Linked DNA regions of Mus musculus: regions 2, 3, 4, 5 and 6 are each linked to region 1. Evidence: chromatin contacts called from public HiCAR-type and promoter capture Hi-C data. All regions are on one chromosome and are shown on one strand. The core of a region is the stretch at or near the end of the contact, and the rest is flanking DNA. Distances in the headings are between cores, read along the strand shown.

Region 1 (3,200 bases), core at 329-2,828:
AATAGAGGCTACAGGTACAGTTTCTGTATAAGACAGTCCTCCAAATGACACTTCATTATTTTATTTGTTAGGAGTAAGTTATTCAGAGCCAGGCCTGGTGGTGCATACCTTTAATCTCAGCACTTGGAATGTAGAAGACAAGCAGATTCCTGTAGGTTTGAAGCCTTTATGTCTTTCACTCTACAAATAGAAACATTTTCACGGAACTTTATTGAGATTATAGTGATATTTAGTTTATGTTGAAAAATTCATCTTAATAATGTGTAATGTATCAACTCTGGGCAGGGATTGTTTAAATTTATTTAGATTTTGTTTGACTCCTGAGTATGTCTCCCCCCCCCCCCCCCTTTTTTTTTTGAGACAGATTTTACTGTGTCGTTCTGGCTGTCCTGGAATTCACTATTCTGTTGACCAGGCTGGCCTCAAACGCTTTTTTTTTTTTCCTGACTCTGGAGTGCTGGGATTAAAGGCATGCGCCACCACATTCAGTTTGAATTTGTTCATTTTTGAAGATTTAAAAAAATTATCTCGCCAGGCAGTGGGGGCGCACGCCTTTAATCCCAGCACTCGAGAGGCAGAGGCAGGCGGATTTCTGAGTTTGAGGCCAGCCTGGTCTACAGAGTGAGTTCCAGGACAGCCAGGACTACACAGAGAAATCCCGACTCAAAAAAACAAAACAAAACACATTTCAATTTTAGTAAGTGATTTTTTTCATTTCAAATTCAAATTATTTCTAAGCATTATTGGCAACACACAACATAACTTTTGTCTCTTGTCAATTCATATAGTTTGTGGTTTCTTCCTATTACAATGGAAGTCCAACATGTTGGTTCGATTTCAAAATGAACTTGAAAATTACTGTGTGCTGTACCAGAATGCTCAATTTGACGATACACTAGTGATGTAAATGGTTCATAGGATTTAAGAAACACGAAGCGTTCAGCTTCCTGCAGTGCTCTGTACAGCCAGAAGAGAGCCCCAGACCTTAGTAGGCTCTGAGACCTTAGCATAGCTGACTCCTGGACAAAAATACTATTCAGGCTGTAAAACTCAGCATGTAGACAGCGCCATCTGCCAAAACTATAACAAAAACCTAATCCATCAAAGTCCATAGTTACGGGAAAGTCTCTAAATGTACTAACCTTGCCTTCTGGCTTCTGAAGTTCTGCGTCTGGCTAATTGTTCTGAACTGAAATATATCAATCTGGGACATGGATTTTGTGGGGCTTCTCTGATCTCCTGAACATCAAGGGTAGTTGCAGTCTGGATAATAAGACTTTTTATTGGCTTAAACCCATGTTTAGTAGTCTTCTCTGGTGACTACCCTACAAAAGATATCACACCGATTTTCTAAGGCTCCACGTCTCCCACAGAGATATTTGGTCTGATTCTAGGATGAACACACTGAAGCTTCCTTCTCAGGTTCTATACTACTTTGGGATACTTGGGGTTCACATGAGAGAAAGGTGAAGGAATTTCATATCGCGATTATCAGATAGGTACTTGATCTGAATCTTGGTAATTCGATAGTGGACCCGGTGGAAAAATGTCCTTCTATACTTACCATAGTTTCCCAGAGGCTCATGGGTAATGTAGTCCCTAACATACAAGGCCCTCCCACACAGGAGCAGGTAAACAGCTCTGACATTTGGCTGGTAGGCATCTCTGTGTCCTGCGCTCTCTTGGCAGCTACCGCATAGAAAGTCGCATCCAGGCTCTGTGCTGACGCCTTTGCTCAGGCTGTGCGTTTCTTGCAGGGTTTCTGAAGGCGGGTGGGAAAGACGAAAAGAGGAGAGTGGTCTCGGAACCTTCGGGAAGCGGGACCCGTGCCTTCTACTTCAGTGGAAACAGAAACATAGGTGGGTCTTGGAGGAGGGACTGAGTCGCAGTTCGAGGGCGGACCGCAGCGGCTCAGGGGAAGGTGACTGTGAGACCCATCGTTCCCAGTCGGAACAGTCGGCCTGAACAGGGCTTTAATGGTTGCTTTATCCGAAGACTGCGCTAGGAGTATTTGGATCTGTGATTCCATCAGTCCAAAAGGGCCAACACGGACGCTCTGCCAAGGAGGTGAGAGCCCAAGATGGCGACTTGGGGGTGAGGGCGGTTCATGTCTGTGGATTGTCAGGGCCGGGAAGCCTCCTGTGTGAGCTCACATTCCAGTAAAGAATCTTGCTACCTGCTTGGCATCCATTTTTTGGGAGAGTTGGGGTGGAGAAAGATCGTTAATCTGAGACCGGATTACAAAACTGGGAATTTTCACACGACCCAGAAATCCCAAACTGCGAGCCTGGGAAAATTGTAAGTTGATACCACGGTGCTGGAGCCGGAAGGGGGAGGTCTGTGACCCACACATCTGTAAGAAAGAGGGTGGTTTTTATCCCAATGAATTGGCCTGAAATTCCTAGAGAAATTCTCCCGTAGTGACTGTACCCTTATGTGTATTGGCAATTGTATTCGTCAGTTTTCCTGTCTTTATGAAGTGATGTTTTTGGCACTTGAGGTTTGAGCTCTTAGAACAGTGGTTCTCCACATGTGGATTCTCAACCTGAAAGGGTTGGGGGTGGGTGGGTAGTGTCAAACGGCCCTTTCACAGGGGTTGACTATCACATAGATATCCTGCATATCAGAAGTTTACATTAGGATTCATAACATTGAGCAAAATTACTAATAATCTAATAATCATTAAAAATAATGTTATGGCTGAGGGTCACCACAGCATGAGGAACTGTAGTAAAGAGTTGCAGCATTAGGAAGGTTGAGAAACACTGTCTGAGGCTTTGTTTAGTTTCTGAAAATGTCTAGTACCAGAGATAAGAGGTTATCTCAGAAGATTCTAGTATTGTTATAGGAACATTTTCCTGGGAACAAAGTGGGGAGGTTTCATGTTCTGAAGAGGGTGTGCAACTGTAGCAATCCCATCCCCCTAGTGAGGAGGAAGACCATTAATAACAGACCAGGAGGCCCTGGGTCCTGGTAGGGAATTTACACCTGGTCCAAGCCTTTGACTGCTTCACTGAACTCCATAGAACGGCAGGCCCCTGTGATACAGGCTCCTTTGACGATCCCCGTACTGGGATCAACTGGGTCTGCCTACATTTTCATGGTAGAGATTGCATTATTGCAAGTTACCTACCGATACATCATCATATGCTAACCTTTCAGAACAGGACAGGAGCCAGTCTGGACTATCAGGTTTACCT
Region 2 (3,270 bases), core at 592-3,091, 1.7 Mb before region 1:
ACTATACTAACAGCATGAAAAACTTCAGAAACATACAGCTCCCCAACCAGAATAAAGCTTTCTCCGGAGAGCCAATGATCATGGGAAATATTATGTATTAAATATTATGTTTTCATCTAAAACTGTACCACCTCTAAAGAGGAGAGGACATTCATTTTGTGAGCTGACCAGTTATCCCACCCAGCATTTTCTGAGAACAGGACAAAGGAAGTGTGCCAAGATGTTCAGAATGAAATCGCCATTATCTGCTCATTCAATAGCTTGGATTTATTTCAGTTCGGCTCAGTGTAGTGACATATGACACACGCGCGCACTCCCCCACACTCACACACAAATTCTGAGTAGCAGCAGAGGAAAAAGCAGGATTTTACGATTATCCAAAATGCTCTTAAGAAATTAGTGTCAAGAGTGGCCATCCACCCACCCATCAATCTCTCTGTCTCCCCATTGTGACCCTACCACCCCTCATTTCCTTTAACCTAACAGAGAGTGGAGAAAAAAAATGATTAAAAGGATGTAGCCCAAATGTACACTTTTATGCAACCGTGTGTGTGTGTGTGTGTGTGTGTGTGTTCCCTCCTCTAGGCTCTTGGAGGTCATCAGAAGAAAAAAACGGCTCGATAGACAAGGTTTCAGGGCCTATTCAAGGGGACACCTCCAAGGCCAGAGGCAGGAGCTCAGGATCTCAGGATCGACTCGATGGTGAGCCAGTTCCCAAGGCTTCTGGCAGTATTACAGACTGCCAAGGCCATGCCGCCGGCCTTTGAGCCCCTATGGTCACGCGCATGTCCCGCTTATATAAAAGGATGCTTACAGTCCAGGTGCTTCTTCTTGGGGCCCATCACCTCATGAGTGGTGGCTTTGCAGACTGCTCTTGCTACAGCAGAGCCAGTCACGCTGTACTGAGCGGCGGCGATCCGATCCGTGAGCGTTTGGCCCGACATCTTCACCGGCCGCGTCTACCGCCTCCTCTTCTGCAGGAAATAAGAGGAGATGGTCCGGCTTTCACCCGCACCGCCTTAGCTGGAGCGCCCGGCCTTGCCTGCTCCCTCCGCTCGGCGGTTCTCTCCTCCGCCGACCCCGCCCTGGCACCGCCTCTTGGGACCAGCGGCGCGCCAAGCCCAGTTGGTCCATCGAGGTCCAGGGCTGTCAGCCACCCGCAGGGTAGTCCTTGCATCGTGCCACGGTCCCGCTTTCCCACACCCTGAAGCGGTCACCACATCCCGGCTTCGCCCCCTGTCAAGCAGCACTGTCCGCGCAACCCTTTTCGGTGGTGCGAGACCCGGTGCGCGTCGGGGTTACCCCGGACGCCGCGCCCAGAAGCGCGCACCTTTCGCTGCCCCGAGCCGCAACGTGTCTCCCACAGCACCGCAGGGCCGCGGCCACCTCCTTTCTGTCCTGGGGCTGCGGCGGCAGCAACGACTCCTCTTCCCTCGCCCTCCATCCCTATAGTCGGGCCGCCCTGAGCCGCGATGCGCCTCACCCTTCTCCAGTCGGATCTCAGAGGGCGGACAGCCCAGGCCCCGCCCGGCCGCTAAAGCGCCACCGAGCTGTCACCCGGCCGCCTCTGCCCTTCTCCGCGCCCTAGGATTATCCCTCGAATCCCCGGGTCCTGGAGCAGGGGAGGGGACCCGTGCGGCCCAGCGTACTCACCCCGCCCCAGGAGCACCGCAGCCCGGACGCCGCGCGAGGTAGCTGAGTGCAGACACGCACCGCCCTGGTGTCCCCGGGCCGCGATGCCTGTAGCCCCGGCCCGGCCCCTGTCTCAGCTCCGCGGTCCCCGCGGTCCCCACCCGCCGCCGCCTCCGCCAGCGCCGCCGCGTCTCTCTAGCGCTCGGCGCAGCGTCCCCATCCCCGCCCCCACCTCAGCTGGAGCGCCTGCGACGAGTCAGGTGACGGCAGCCGACGAACCCGGGCCAGTCCTCTGCAGAACGCCAGCGGCCCCCTCCCTGTCGCTCCTGCTCGCCGCCCCCCTCGGAGCCGCGGCTTTAAACGGGAGGAGGGCCGCACGCGAGCATCCCTGGCGGGCGACGGCGGAGGAGGGGGTGGGACCGGAGGGGCGCCGCGGCTCTATGGCTTGCGTTCTTGCGCGCGCCCTGCGTCCCCGCGCGCACCCGCTGCGTCCCCGGGCGGACCTGGTGCGCGCGCGCCGCGCATACCTGCCGGGCAACTGCAGGATGCTCGGGGATCGCCGCGGGCGTGGGCCTGGGGAGAGGGAGGGCTGTGAAGGCCGAGGCAAGGGCGGCAGCGTGCGCTGCCAACAGAGCCCAGCCCCTTCTCCTAAGAAGCGTGCCTGTGACTAGCTGGCCTGTCCTCGGCAGTAGAGGCCCAGATGGGCAGGGCGATTTGAAATGTCAGATTCTGTGGCCACGCGACCGTTACCTGTGCACCCTCAGCTCCTTGAGGCTGCTCCACTAGTCTCAGTTACAACGGGGAGCCGAGTGGGCAGGTAATTCGAGCCGCTTTAGCCTTAAAGCAATACTGAGGTATGCGGTATAGACAAGTAGCAAAGCAATTAGCTGAATGCCAGATTACACTCGTCTTGTAATCATTTGCACCCTTAAACTGTAATTTTTGCCATTTAAATATGTCGGAACGTCTTATATTATTTGAATGTCGAGTGTTATTTGCATGGGATTGGAGTCGGTTAATAATTTCATGAGTTGACATTTGTAAAGGTCATTGTCTTAACTATTCTTTTAAATTCCCACGGTTAAGATCAGAAGTTCCCTTAGGTACTTCCCTGACATATTTTCTGGCTTTACACAGGTGACCTCTGTTCAGTCCCCCAAGGTCATATACGCCTACTTACACACATCAAGGTTCTGCCTTGTAGTTTTTCTCTTGGTCCGGTGTTCAATACCCAATCATAACTTCCTAACAGCTGGGGCTGATCCCAGCAGCAGCAATTAGAAACCTTGTTGACTAAAGAAAGAAAGATCAAGACCACCACCAAAAAGTTATGTACGTATTACTATATGACCCCCGCAGTCCTGCACAGTATTTACCCAATTGGGGGGGGGGGGAACCAGACACACACATTTTTCTCTTTAAACTTTCACTCAAAATTAGTAGCAGCTTATATAATGGCCCCACACTGGAGGAAAACCAGTCTATTGATAAATAGCTAAAGAAAACATGGCATATCCACACAACAGAATACTACTTAGCAATAACAAGACAGAAATGAACAACATGGATGAATTTGAGAACATACGATGCTTCATGAAAGAGGCCAAATCACCAGGACGTTATTTACTATTTTGATCC
Region 3 (3,392 bases), core at 30-2,529, 1.5 Mb after region 1:
TCACCAAGGAAGTCAGGACTGGAACTCAAGCAGGTCAGGAAGCAGGAGCTGATGCAGAGGCCATGGAGGGATGTTCCTTACTGGCTTGCTTCCCCTGGCTTGCTCAGCCTGCTCTCTTATAGAACCAAGACTACCAGCCCAGAGATGGTTCCACCCACAAGGGGCCTTTCCCCCTTGATCACTAATTGAGAAAATGCCTTACAGCTGGATCTCATGGAGGCATTTCCTCAATTGAAGCTTCTTTCTCTGTGATAACTCCAGCTGTGTCAAGTTGACACACAAAACCAGCCAGTACACACATCAAGTCAGATATCCTAAAATGGGAGCCCTTTGCACACTATCTGTCCTTGGAGCCATACTCCAGGCCTGTCAGAACCGATCAGTGTAGATTCAGTGTCCACATGTCCAGAGTATCTGAAAGACGTGCCTTTGTGTGGTGGCTTTTGGTTCGGTTTGTCTATTTGGCTATTTGGGGGGGGTGGGGGGGAGTGTGTGTGTGTGTTTATAGGAGTACTAGGCATTGAACTTATTCAAGGCTTATATGAGAGCCTTGTGCATGATGGACCATGCTCGCTGAGTTACATCCGTAGCCTCAGGGCTTCTTAAATAGAATTCTGAAAACTGGTCAAAGCCACTAGACCAGTAGTTTCAACCTCATTTTATGGTGATCCCCAAACCATTAGATTATTTTTGTTGCTATGTCATAACTGTACATTTGATACTATTATAAATTATAATATAAATATCTGTGTTTTTCGATGGTCTTAGGTGGCCCCTTTTAAAGGGTCATTTGACCCCCAGGTAGAGAACCACCTTACTATACTTAATTCTAAAAGACTTCTGGAATCTCTTCCCCCGGCACTAGAAAGACAGAATCTGACCAAAGAATCTCAGGAGAGGAAGGTCATTCTGCCTTCATCAAAATGCCATGGGCTGCCAGGAGAAACTTGTAAAGGAGGCTGAAACAGGAGGGTTACAAGTTCAAAGACAGCCTGGGCTATATGGGGACTGTAAGAAGAAAAAAAGAGCCAGGTGTGGTGGCGCACACCTTTAATCCCAGCACTTGGGAGGCAGAGGCAGGTGGATTTCTGAGTTCAAGGCCAGCCTGGTCTACAAAGTGAGTACAGAGAAACCCTGTCTCAAAAAACCAAAACAGAAGAAGAAGGAAGAAGAAGGAGGAAGGAGGAGGAAGCAACGCAAATGCCTGGAAGCAACCCAAATGCCTGTTGGGGGTGAGCAGTCCAGACAGCCCTCTGGTTAAGTCATTTCAAGCTATAGGGAAGGCCAGGGAGCTATGGTTCAAGAAACCTTCACGGAGACGGAGTTACCAGAGATGGGGACAGACAGGAAACTGGGGATTAGGCTGCGCTTCCTCCCACTTGGCAGGGACTAGCCTTCAGGGTCAGACCCTGAGAACCCTTCTTCCCAAGAGCAGGAGTGTAATGGCCACAGGGGGCAGGAGAGGAACCATCATCACCTAGGCGGAGGCCAGAGTCGCCCCACCTCCTTTCCACAGGCTGGGCTCAGAGGGCACTCGGTGGGACCGGGCAGTGAGCGCCGAGATGTGGGCTGCGCTGCCGCTGCTGTGCGCTGGGGCCTGGCTGCTGAGTACTGGGGCCACCGCCGAGCTGACCGTGAACGCCATAGGTAGGAGGGAGAAAGTGGGGCGCAGGGCTCCGAGGGCACCGGAGGGAGAACAGGGACGGGCTAGTCTCGGGGGACACGCGTCTTGCGTGATCCGAGGAACAGGCTGGCAGGTACCTAGAGTCCTTTTGGCTCAGATCTAGATACAGAAGCCTTCAGCCCCTTCTGCCGGACAGCTAAGGGCACAAAACTTTCCTGTCCCACCACGGGAGGGAGCGGGACATCCCAGCCTGTACTTTCCGTGGACTTGGCCTCCCCGGGGATCGCCCTGCCTGGGTTATTAGTCCGACTGTGCCGTGCTGGGGTGACTCCCTGCCCTGCGGAACATGGGGCACCCACAGAAGTTTTAACCCTAGCGTCTGTGGTGTGCCTGGAAAAAGCTGGCTCGGGAAAGTCGCCTCAACTCTTGGCAAAGTGCAACCGCAGGAGACTAACCAGTAAATATTTTACTGTGTACAACGTTGGTCTCTGTAGCAACTCCTAAAGGCTACAAACGAACCTTTGGAACCTGTGGAACGAACGCAGCTACGGGTAGCTGGTTCTAATAGATGTTTATTTATGGACAGTGAAAACAGAAGTTAAAGCGCGCCAGCCATTTTTAAGTGTAAAGAGCCGGTCAATCAAAGCCCCTGGCTGAGAGTAGATGGTGGTCTGGGATTTCCTAGCCCTGCTGATGGTCCTTCCGCAGGACACACAAAACTTCCTTTAAAAAAAAAAAAAAAGATTTTATTAGCATATATTAATTGTACTTAATAATAAGTTTCATTATTACATTTTCATGAGTGTTTATAATATATCCTGATATATTTCAGCCTTCATTACCCTCTATTGTTCCCCCTCCCATTTCTACTTTCTCTTACCAGCTTGTCTTTCTTTCTTTTTGGTTTTGTAACTCACTGGAACTAGGGCTTTCAGAGAGAGAGATAAATGCCACGTAGCAAATTCATATTGCTGTGCTGACTTGGGTCTCTGGGGATCTCCCGGGCAGTGTGAAGACATCCCAAACGATCCGGACTCAGACTGTATCAGCGAAATCAGTCTAGAAACTTAGTCTCTCTCTCATTTTCTCTCTCTCTCTCTCTCTCTCTCTCTCTCTCTCTTTCTCTCTCTCTCTTCTCTCCTCTTTTTCTCTTTCTCTCTCTTTCTCTCTCTCCCCCTCCCCATCCCCTTTTCTCCTCATTCCTCCCTCCCTCGTATCTTTCTGTGACCCTCTGGGCTTTATTAGGGTTATCAAAAACATGGTCACCTTACCTTACCAGCCACTACACCACTGAAGAAAATGTATCTTTCCTTCCGCGGCCAATCCCCCACCCCCACAACTATTAACTAACCTATAAATCCTCAGGCAGAGATGGGACCCTGAGAGCCCCTCCAGCCTTTTTGGGTTTCTGTTTTTAATTCATTTACTAGCCAAGGATGACCTTGAACTCCTGATCTTCTTGTCTATCCTCCAACTACTGAGATTCCAGGCATGTGTCAAGCCCTATGTAAAAACATTCATTTTAAAGAGATAGCTCAGTCTGTAAAGCCCTTAGTATAAAGGTCTGAGAGCCAGAGTCATCCCCCAAACTGTGTAAAAGCTGGTCAGACATAGCAGCTACCTGTAATCACTGTATTCAGGAGGCAACAATGGAAGGGTTTTGGGGTAAACAAGCTACCTAGACTACCTAGAATCGGTGAGCTCTGGGTTCAATTAAAGACCCCTTCCTCAGTAAAGTGGAGTGCAAGAAAGGAAAACTTGGGACATC
Region 4 (3,154 bases), core at 555-3,054, 1.3 Mb after region 1:
AGGAGCAAGTGCAGCTGTATTCAGTACGGCGGGACACGGCTTGAGAGCAGCGGGGAGTGTCTTGTCAATCCACCCTTGCATTCGCTTATTTAATAGGCGTAGGGATTTTCAGTGGCCATGACAGTGAGAATTCACAGAACAGTGGGCATGCTATGCACTCCACGCCTAGATTCTGGATATTTGGACTTCAGTAACACAGTGAAGGAGATGGTGACCATGTCACGGGCAAGTGAGGACCAGCCTCAAACAGTCCAGTGTGGACAGAGGCAGACTTGATGGCCACGGTGGTTAGGGAAGAGAGAGTAACACAGAACCCAGCCATAGTGTTCACTGGTGTGGTAGAGAAAGGGAGAAGTGGGATGGGAGGACCTTGTTCTAGCTGGGAATATAAGATGTCCATGAGATCCTGGCCCTCTCAGACCCCAAGGACAAAGATAAGCATAACATTTGAATGCTTGGTAATTTCTCACGTATCCAGGACACCCTCATACAGAAGACTTGGGGTGGGGATCAGGTAAGTGGTGGGAAGTCACTGGTGCCCCAGTGTTGATAAACTGTTCTGTGGGTGTGGCCCTATGTTATTGTGCAGGGAGGGGGGGCCAGGAGAGCTGCCAGTCTCCAGGCCTTGTAAGGAACAGAGAGGACATGTGGACTTCTGCATGAGTGACTTGCCAAGCCCAGTGACAGATCAAAGCAAGGTGTGGGCCAGGGAATGTCAAGATAAGATCCTGTCACCAGGAAATGAGAAACTGAAGAGGAGAGTTATGGGTTGTCCGAAACTGCTATACAGCCAGAAATTCAGTCCAGAAACTGGGACAAGGACCTCAGTCAGACACCTTGGGGACGTGCTCAGAATGCTCTAGTGGACACACCAGTGGCTCCAACAGTTGGGCATGATGTCTCCTGAGGTGCTGAGTGCCCCTCGTCAGTCCTGTGAGTGCCACATGGGCCAGCTGCAAATCACAATTAAAAGCCCAGCGATTCCGTGGTGTCTGGGAGAGGACTAGACATTGTCTTCAGTGAAGGTGTGTGCTCTCCTGTAACAACACCTTTGCAGCCATGTCTCTGTAAGCAACACTAACAAAACTCAGTAGTTCCTCTTTGTAAAGAAGACATGAATGTAACATTGTGGGGCCTAGCTGGGGTGGGAGGAAGGCTCAGCAGGAGAGGCAAAGTGACAGGAAAGGGTAATGGAGGTGACTAGGAGTAAAATACGTGCTATATATGTAAGAGACTGTCATAATAAAACCCATTATCATGCCTAAGTAACATATGCTAAATTTTTTAAAAAACTACATAGTAAAACTTAGAGGAAAATATGCCACACACAGATATACACATGCATTCATACATACATATATAAATATATACACATATACATATATACACAATACATAAATGCACACACATAGATACATACACCCACATATATGCAAACACATAAGCAAATATACACACACACAAATATATACACATATATACTCACATGGACACGCACACAGCCCCACCATCAACACCTTTTCTGGTATGCGATAAGTCACTCTCCAGTTCCAAGACTCAGTTTCTGTAAGTACATGGTGATAACAGGCCTACTTCCCAGAGCTATTGTGAGAATCAAGTGAACTAACCGTGGTGACTTAGCCTCCCTCTTCCACCTCTACTCATGATTTGCAAAAAGGAGACAGAACCGGTCACCGATTCCGTGGCAGTGTGAAACTGACTAGAAACTGAAGCCAGCCATCATCCATCCTTGTAGCTTAACAGAGCCCGCCAGGACTGCCTGTTGTCAGTTCCTGTCTTTGGAGTTCCCAGGGATCACGTTGGGATTACAGGACAGGAAAACCAGCAGGCAGAGGTATACAGAGCTGAGACCATTTGCCCTGGTTGTCAGTTCTGATCTAGGGGACTTGGCTTTTTTTGTTGTTTGTTTGTTTGTTTGTTTGTTGTTTTCTTCATTTTTCTTTGGCTTTTAAAGCACGTCTACTCAGTATTGGTGACCAAAAAGGAGCCCGATGTGAGCGTTCTGAAGGTAAGGCCTCTCCCCTGAAGCTTTATCACTAATGCACTCAAAGCGGCAAAGCCACCTCAAGAAACGCAGACAAAACACTGGACCTTTGTCTCCTACAACTGCTGGTCTGCACAAATGCTCCCTAGACCTCAGGGGATTTCACAGACCTCCTAGATGCCAGGTTGAAGGCTGACAGTGCCCATCCCCCATCACTGCAGTTATGTAAGCCTGCTTCCGGTAAAAGGCCCTGGCGAAAATCACACGCAGTTAGTGGCATCGCCAAGGGAACATTGTCCATCATGTCTCTTTGGGCCTCCTGATGCTCCACTCGATGTGAGAATATGAGGATCAATCAAGAGAAGAGACTAACCTCGAGACAGAGCACTAAATCGAGCAGAAAACAGGAAGGCCTGTCTTGGGCCTCCATTTGCGTAAACCTACAGACGCCATCAACTCCTCCAACAGCCAAGGCCTTTTCTGACCACAAGGGGGCGCCCGCATCATGCTTTAATATAGTACGTGCTTGGGATGTTGAGAGCGTGGAAGACTGCAGTCTCAAAATACAGATAGGGAAACTGAGGCCAGGAGAAAGCAAAGGGTTCCTAAGTCATTCTGGGTAATTTTCTTCTCTGTGATCTTCACTCCCATTAAATTGAGTCATGGCTTCCACCAAGGAATACGTTTTACGGATATTCCTCCGACACCCGGATGAAGAATGCTACTTGCAGACCGCCCCACAAGAGGGAGCACCTGTGAGCCTCTGAGCCCTATACCCACCACGAGCCTTAGACAGAATGAGCTTCGTACAAGATTTTGATCCAGGGATTCTGGCTGGGATGTGGAAATTGCTAGTCTAGGTAGTCTCAGAGGAGACCCACCATCCAGAAGCTTCCCAGATCTAATCCAGAAATGTCTGCAGCTTCCAACATCTAGAGAAGCCTCCGTGAAAAATTCTGCAGGCAACAAGGGTTAAAACCAAGTCGTTCACTTCAGACAGTACTGTCACAAGGCCAAGACAGTCATCAGGGATTGTCACTCAGAGTAACGCTGCTATTTACTCTGCTTGTCCCAATTATCCATCACTGTTTACAAGTAAAGAAAATGACTGTGATGTCGACTCTGACAACCTAGAATGAGCTGGGAAGA
Region 5 (3,334 bases), core at 258-2,757, 1.7 Mb after region 1:
ACAGCATCCCCCCCCCCTCCACCCCTGTTCCCCCAGTCAGACTCTGCTGAGTCGACAAAGCTCTGAGAAAGGGCTTCAGGGAACAGCTCCAGCTGCTGCACGGTCTGCAGAGCTCAGGAACAGTTGCATGCTCACAAGGCCACTCTCCACTTGGCCAGCTTTGAGAGGGCTGCTGCTTCAAGCCCAGCCCTGTGGCTCTGGAGAAAGCCCAGCTTGCAAGACGGAAGAGAAGCCAGAAAAAGGAGGGTGGAGACTCAGGGAACCAAGCGGGGAGCAAGGCCCAGAGTGAGAGGCAGCCCAGCCCTAGGCCAGGGGTCCAGGCCCTTGGGTGCTCCAAACAGGACCATTCCTAGGAGATGTCAAGGTCCTGGCCTTTAGAACTCTCAGCAACAGGGAAATGCTGCCCCGGGACTGGTGACCATTGCCAAGCCTCCAATACTCAAATCTCTCTGGGGAAGCCTAAGGAAGCCTCCCATAAGCTGAAGCAACCCCTCCCACCTTTTCCAAGAAGCAAGAGTGGGCACTGCTGGAGTACCCCGACCTCTCTAGAGGGGGCTGTGGCAAATTAGTTCCCGGGGCCCTGGTATCACTTGCCTCTGGCTATAGCACTCAATGTACCATATTTACTAAACACTTGAGAGTGGAAACCACTTAATCCCAATACTGTTGTCCCCACTTTACAGAGCAGGCAGCTGAAGCACAGAGGGGTCTTTCAGAGGACCCAAGGTCACAGGAGGAGTTATAAATTAGGCAGGGATGGAGGGTGGAAGCCTGCAACTGTGGGAGGGTCTCCCACAGCATCCAAGGAATGGTGAGCGTGGACACAGGAGGGAAGCGAGGAAAGGCGTATCGGGAGATAATGGGTCAAAGTGTCAAAAGATTAGCTGTGTAACCCCCAACCCTGACTCAGCCTCATAGTCCAAGCACAGGTAAAGGGCAAAAAAAGATAAGAATGAGGAAGGAATCAGAGTAGGCAGTGGCAAAGAGAGGCTTGGGCAGGACAGGAGGAGGCCTTTGGGACAAGGAAGGAAGGTGGAGGGGGAAATCTGCTGACGGGACACGAGTGGGCACCGGGGCGCGATCGTCCCACCTTGAGCACGGTGACTGCACCGGCGCTGTGCACCTGGAAGTGTGTGGGCGGATCTGCTCCGGGCTCCGCAGCCTCATCGCGGCCCTGGTAGCTGAAGCAGGCGTCGGCGATGTCCAGGTGGCCGAGCGGCAGAGCGTCCTGGGGACTCTTGAAGTAGTAGAGGTAGCAGCGGCGCGAGTCAAACACGAACCAGCGGCTGCGGTAGCCGCGCAACGGGCCCTTGCCCGACAGCTTCTGCAGGTAGCCGCACAGCCGCGAGGGCTCCCGTCCCGCCACCGCCCCAGCCTCCGAGCCTGTTCCCGGTACCGCTCCCTCACCACCACTGCAGCTCTCCTCCACGCCGTCCCCGGCCCCCGGCATGGCCTGCCGCCGGCGCCCGCGCCCGCGCTCCCGCCCCGCGCTCCTCCGGGCCGCCGCCGCAGCGCCCACCTCCCCGCGCCGCGCCCTCCGCAGGGCCGTGGCGCGCTGAGCAGCCTGGGACTTGTAGTCCCGCCCCCGCCGCGCCCCCGCAGCGTGGGTAGCCTGGGTTCTTTAGCGATCCAGGCTAGCTCCACCCGTCCTCTACTAGTTGTTTTTTTGGGCATTCAAGGTCCGCCCTATCCCGGGAGAAAAAGTTCTGTTTCTTTATGCGAGCGTGGATTCCACGAGTGGGTTTCTAAAAAAAAACTAAGGAAAGTCTACTTAACACTGCCCTGAACTCCGAATAAGCTTTGATTTTAAAATCCGTGTCCAGCCAGTCATAGGCTCATACTACGAAAATGAGAGCGCCTGTTGCCTGGTACAGAGTGGGTGTTCGGTAAATATTTGTAGAGTTTGTGAATGGAAGCCAAAGTATGTACTGCCTCTCTACATCCTGGTTTGTTCACTGAATGAAAAAAAATTTATGGAGGGCGTTCTGTGTAGGATTCACACACTGGAGACTTGGCAGTGACTTCCTAGCCTCATGGAGATTATATTCTAATAAAGCACAACAATAATTCACACATTTTAAAAGGCAAACAAATAGAAGTTGTTTTGCTGCACAAATGCCCTTATGACCTGGAAATAAGGATGGTTGCTTAAAATACCACTGTGCTGGTAGTGTTTTGTTGTCTTGACCCAAGCTATAGTCCTTTGGGAAAAAGGAATTTTAATTGGGGGGGGGGGGAAGCTGGCAAGTCTGGGAGGCATTTTCTTGATTGATGATTGATGTGGGAGGGTCCAGCCCACTGTGGACCGTGCCACCCCTGAGCAGGTGGTCCTGGATGAAGTAAGAAAGCAGGCTGGGGAAACAGTGACGGGCGAGTCATAAGAGGGCAAGCTGTGTGGAGCAGTCCTCCATAGTTCCTGCTTCCAGGTTCCTGCCTTTTGGTCATGGTTCTTTATTACAGCAATAGAGACCCTAACTATAAGACATCACTTGCCAGTGATTACTTGAGGGTGTCGGGAATGTAGGACTGAGACAAGCTCTCTCCACATAGCCTGGGCTGGCACTGAGCCTTGGATATCTTCCTGCCTCCACCTCCCAAGTGGTAGGATTACAGGAATGTGCTAGCCCCACCCAGCTTCCTAGTACTTCCTGTATCAACTTATTTGAACCCTCAGAACAACCTCACAAGGTGTTTTTAAGTGCTTAACAAAACAAAACATAGTAAAAGGATGGAGTTTGTAAAGGAAGATGAAGGTAAGCTACTTTTGTAGGTTGGTCAGAGGAGGCAGATCTTAAGAAGTGAGCAGAGACCTACGTCAGATGGGAGGGGGAACGGTAACTAGAGACTGAGGAGGGGAACAGCATTCCAGGCGAAGGAAGGATGAGTACAAAGCTCACCTTTCCCAAAGAGAAGTAGACATTCTAGTTATATTTGTGAGGACATATCAAATATACCACTAGAAGAGGGTGCATGATCCCATAGAGCTGGAGTTACAGATAATGGTGAGCTACCACGTGGGTTCTGAAAACCAAATCCAAGACCTCTTCAAGAGGGACTAGTGCTTCTAGCTGCAGAGCCATCTCTCCAACCCTATGCACCCCCTCTTGCTTATTTTAAATTCGTGCATGTGCGAGTGCGCTCTCTCTTTCTGGAGCGCTCACTCGCATGTGCACGCATGCGCACACACCCCAGAAAAGACAAGGACACCAAAGTAGACTGCCCATTTGAAGCTTAGATCAGGCTGTTTAACTTCCTTTTGTGGCAGTCTTTTGTTTACTGCCATTGTTATTGTCATTAGTGTTGCTTCTTCCTCCGTAAGCAGATCCAGAGAGAG
Region 6 (3,360 bases), core at 781-3,280, 2.0 Mb before region 1:
GGGAGGGAGGGAGGGAGGGAAAGAATGTGTGCGCCCGCCTTTAATCCCAGCACTTGGGAGGCAGAGGCAGGCAGATTTCTGAGTTCGAGACCAGCCTGGTCTACAGAGTGAGTTCCAGGACAGCCAGGGCTATACAGAGAAACCCTGTCTCGAAAATCCAAAAAAAAAAAAAGTGTGTGGACTTCAGTTCAAGATTCTTAGACACTATAGCTTAGTCTTGTAAATAAAGACAGCACCTTGTTACCTCAGGGTTATGTGAGGCCGTAACCATGACTCCAATGGTAGATCTTGTTTGCTTTGACCGCAGGACAGCTAGCAATCCCATTCGAAACATGATATGATCGAGATGCTGGGCATTGGTCCGAAATCCAGCAGTCCCATACTGAAGAATGAGCCCCTGGGGCTTGGCATGGAGTGCCGAGCGCTTACACACAGCCTCCAGATCCATGCCTACAAGAGTAAGAAATAAAAGAAGGGAAAGCTTTCAAGTACTGCTTGGTAAACTGCCAACTCAATGTAGCACATTTGTTTCAATGGGACCCTCTCCAGAGAACCACTTTTGGGAAGGCAGGGAAGAGAAAAGGAGACCCTGGAGTTAAAATTACCCAGAAGCCCCTGCCTAAACCATACCCTCCAGGACAGACTCGGGAGAGACACCAGCCACTGTCCACTCCTATTCCACTCTGTCTTCAGGATGAACTGTCCTAAAGTAATGCCATCACACCATCATTTTATGTTACAGAAGGGTCAACTCCCGGTGTGGGCCTCGGTTAATCATATAAAGTCTGGTGTGCGGCCAGTGAAAGGCTGAGGCTGAAGGTCAGAAACCTGGAATCCGTGTGGCTCTTTTGCTGTTCCTCTCAAGCTAGAAAGAAACAGTCCCAAAAGAAAAACAATGGACAGTCATTTCCTCTGGTCTGAGACCCAACCCCACCCCCACCCCCATCAGCTAGGCCATCTCACAGAAGCCTCACCAATCTCCATAAAGACAGGCATGGCAGCCTTCTAAAGTAACATCAAAAACAACTAACATCTACCATGCTACTTCCAACCTGTCATTTAAAAACAAGTGAGTGTGGGATACCTCCAATTCATTCAACTCGGGTTTTCCACTTCGGCCAGCGGTGTATTTGCAGAGCCACAAACTGTACTTCCTGGGTCAGCTCTATCCTAGTTTGCCCAGAGAGGGGGTGCTGTCCCTCCGCTAACAGCCACACCTCCTCGCTTTATTGTCCTTCCTTGCTTCTATACACAACACTACCAGAAGTGTGGGGAAATGTTTGCTTTTCTCCGGTTAGTAAAATAGATCATTCCCAAGCTACTTTAGTTATCAAACTTTTGTCCACAAGGACGAATATAATTTTGTAAAAAAAAAAAAAAATGACCCGTTGGTAATGTATCCCTATTATTCATAGGGGCGTCAACCACTCCTACGAAATTCAGAACTCTCAAAGGAAAATCACAGTCATAGAACAACGGCATGCTTCCACCCTTTAATGCATTTGGAGTTCTCGAACTAATTTCGATTAGGTATGGCAATGTTTATTAAAAGCCCTAACAGTGTTTGCTTCTTTCATTCAAACTGCCACCCTTGGGGATGCATCCTGCTCCGAGCTACTGATTGACTCGCGGCTCCGCGCACTACAGCGCGAGGACCTCAGGCACCTGGGCCGCGCGCAGCGTTGGATAGGTAGGTCCGGCAGTCATGCCCCAGCCTCAGCTGCCGATGAACCCCCACCCACAGCGGCCCGGCATTCTCCACGCCCGCTCACCTAGATCTGGAGCAAGAACGTTCTCTCCACAGGCGAGACGCGGCCGCGCAGTGCGCACCAAACCAACTCTCTCAGACCTCGCAGACGTGGCCCAGCTTTGCTTCCGGCCCGACGCCCCGCCCACACCAATCACAGCCCGGAAGGGCCGCTGAACCCGCCCCTGCACCACCAAGCCCCGCCCCGACCAATCGCGGCGGGTTGGTGTCTGTGGCCCCGCCCTATGCGCCAAGCCCCGCCCCCCAGCCGTCCGCGCGCTGCTCGCGCCCGCGGAACTGCGGCTGCGGTTCGGAGCGGGTTCGGGGCTGCTTGGCTTGAGTGATCTGAAAGGGTGAGGCTAAGGCGGCTAAGGCGGGCCGAAGGTTAGCTCCCGGGGTGGACAGCTGCGCCTTTCAGCCTGGGCCTCAGGGTCCCGGGTCCCTAAAGAACGGGAGCGTTGACGTCCCTCCGACCACCGAGATCACCTCCCAGCCCAGCCCCTGCCAGGCGAGGTCAGCGTCATCCCCGCGGGTCTTCACCCGCTTAGCCCTAGGCGTCACTTTATTAAGTGGAAATGGCTGAGACCCCTCCTCCCAGCCCCTGGCTCTGCGGTGGCGTCCCTATGCACCTGCGCGAGATGCTGCACCCCACTGCGGTCCGGGGAGGCTGTCCTCCGAGGGGGCCTGCGGATGGGGGCTGGCGGCGGGGATGACCTAGAGCCCTCCCCTCCGCACTGCAGGCATCCTTCCTAGCTGCGCAGGCTTGAGATCCAAGTGGGATTCCCGGGCCGGTCCCTGGTTTTCCCGGGATTGAGGCTGACCAGGAATACAGGTGTTTGCAACCACCGGCCACGAAATCTGTCACCCGAGCACCTGTTGAAAGCGCAGACTCCAGAATGGCCGGCAAGGGTGGGAAGGAGAGACAAGGATTCTGGGGTTTGAGGGAGCATTTTAAAGGATGTTGTGCGTACTAGATTGGGGGGGGGGGGCTAGGAGAGAAATCTAAAGTGTATGGATGCGTGCCCGTAGCTCTCTACAAACAGCGGGACTGCCTCTTAGAAAAGGGACCTTGGGAAAATTTCCTGGACACCAGTCGTCATTTACAACCCCATTATTTCTGGGCCTTTTCCAGGTTTCCAAGCCGGCTGATTTGGAGACATGTCAGGGTCAGTAAAAGAAAGCCTTCAGCTTCAGCTGCTGGAGATGGAAATGCTGTTTTCTATGTTTCCTAATCAAGGAGAAGTAAAACTCGAAGATGTAAACGCCCTAACAAACATAAAGAGGTATCTGGAAGGCACCAGGGAGGCGCTCCCACCCAACATCGAATTTGTCATCACGCTCCAAATTGAGGAGCCCAAGGTGGGTGCTTTCATTGGTCCTAAGTGTTTCTGGGTGCCTATCGTGTTTTGCTTTTAATGTGTATGCGTGTTTCCCCCTCATGTATGTCTGTTCATCATGTGCATGCAGTGCCCCCTGGAGGCCAGAACTGCATGTGGGAACCTAGAATTGGACCCTGATCCTCTGGAAGAGCAGCCAGTGCTCTTAATGGCATAGCCCCAGGTATCCACTTGTTAACTGGAAAACCCAAAGCATGAGCTTCCTGTCCAGGTAAC

Evidence for each region. Promoter capture Hi-C pulls out the DNA fragments that hold promoters and counts their contacts. HiCAR-type assays count read pairs that join an accessible place to other places.
Region 2: a HiCAR-type map of astrocytes shows a contact between it and region 1, with 4 times the contacts expected there. The contact joins the promoter of Snap91 here to the promoter of Zfp949 in region 1. A contact is called at or near these places in 2 of 39 promoter capture datasets (embryonic stem cells and hippocampal neurons) and 1 of 115 datasets of contacts at active chromatin or transcription factors (astrocytes).
Region 3: a contact with region 1 is called in a promoter capture Hi-C map of cranial neural crest. The contact joins the promoter of Ctsh here to the promoter of Zfp949 in region 1. A contact is called at or near these places in 3 of 39 promoter capture datasets (cranial neural crest, hippocampal neurons and liver).
Region 4: a contact with region 1 is called in a promoter capture Hi-C map of pre-B cells, with 5 times the contacts expected there. The contact joins the promoter of 4930524O08Rik here to the promoter of Zfp949 in region 1. A contact is called at or near these places in 4 of 39 promoter capture datasets (hippocampal neurons, liver and pre-B cells) and 2 of 115 datasets of contacts at active chromatin or transcription factors (astrocytes and pancreatic cancer cells).
Region 5: a promoter capture Hi-C map of erythroid cells shows a contact between it and region 1, with 20 times the contacts expected there. The contact joins the promoter of Tbc1d2b here to the promoter of Zfp949 in region 1. A contact is called at or near these places in 3 of 39 promoter capture datasets (erythroid cells, liver and pre-B cells), 1 of 115 datasets of contacts at active chromatin or transcription factors (astrocytes) and 1 of 9 other capture datasets (adipose tissue).
Region 6: a contact with region 1 is called in a promoter capture Hi-C map of pre-B cells, with 4 times the contacts expected there. The contact joins the promoter of Rwdd2a here to the promoter of Zfp949 in region 1. A contact is called at or near these places in 2 of 39 promoter capture datasets (erythroid cells and pre-B cells), 3 of 115 datasets of contacts at active chromatin or transcription factors (astrocytes, large pre-B cells and pro-B cells) and 2 of 9 other capture datasets (adipose tissue and liver).

The regions. Positions count from the first base shown.
Region 1 is chr9:88,546,442-88,549,641 of GRCm38.p6, forward strand. Zfp949 (zinc finger protein 949) reads left to right here and starts at 1,579. Exons shown (of 6, transcript NM_001142943.1): 1 at 1,579-2,067.
Region 2 is chr9:86,878,608-86,881,877 of GRCm38.p6, forward strand. Snap91 (synaptosomal-associated protein 91) reads right to left here and starts at 1,842. Exons shown (of 30, transcript NM_013669.2): 1 at 1,654-1,842; 2 at 815-974. The coding sequence starts at 944.
Region 3 is chr9:90,052,988-90,056,379 of GRCm38.p6, forward strand. It overlaps Ctsh (cathepsin H), which reads left to right and starts at 1,280. Exons shown (of 12, transcript NM_007801.3): 1 at 1,280-1,647. The coding sequence starts at 1,563.
Region 4 is chr9:89,824,715-89,827,868 of GRCm38.p6, forward strand. 4930524O08Rik (RIKEN cDNA 4930524O08 gene) reads left to right here and starts at 1,805. Exons shown (of 6, transcript NR_040735.1): 1 at 1,805-2,523.
Region 5 is chr9:90,269,262-90,272,595 of GRCm38.p6, forward strand. It overlaps Tbc1d2b (TBC1 domain family, member 2B), which reads right to left and starts at 1,508. Exons shown (of 13, transcript NM_194334.2): 1 at 1,091-1,508. The coding sequence starts at 1,450.
Region 6 is chr9:86,569,958-86,573,317 of GRCm38.p6, forward strand. Rwdd2a (RWD domain containing 2A) reads left to right here and starts at 2,031. Exons shown (of 3, transcript NM_001145969.1): 1 at 2,031-2,100; 2 at 2,880-3,106. The coding sequence starts at 2,906. Pgm3 (phosphoglucomutase 3) reads right to left here and starts at 1,885. Exons shown (of 13, transcript NM_028352.4): 1 at 1,773-1,885; 2 at 245-450. The coding sequence starts at 448.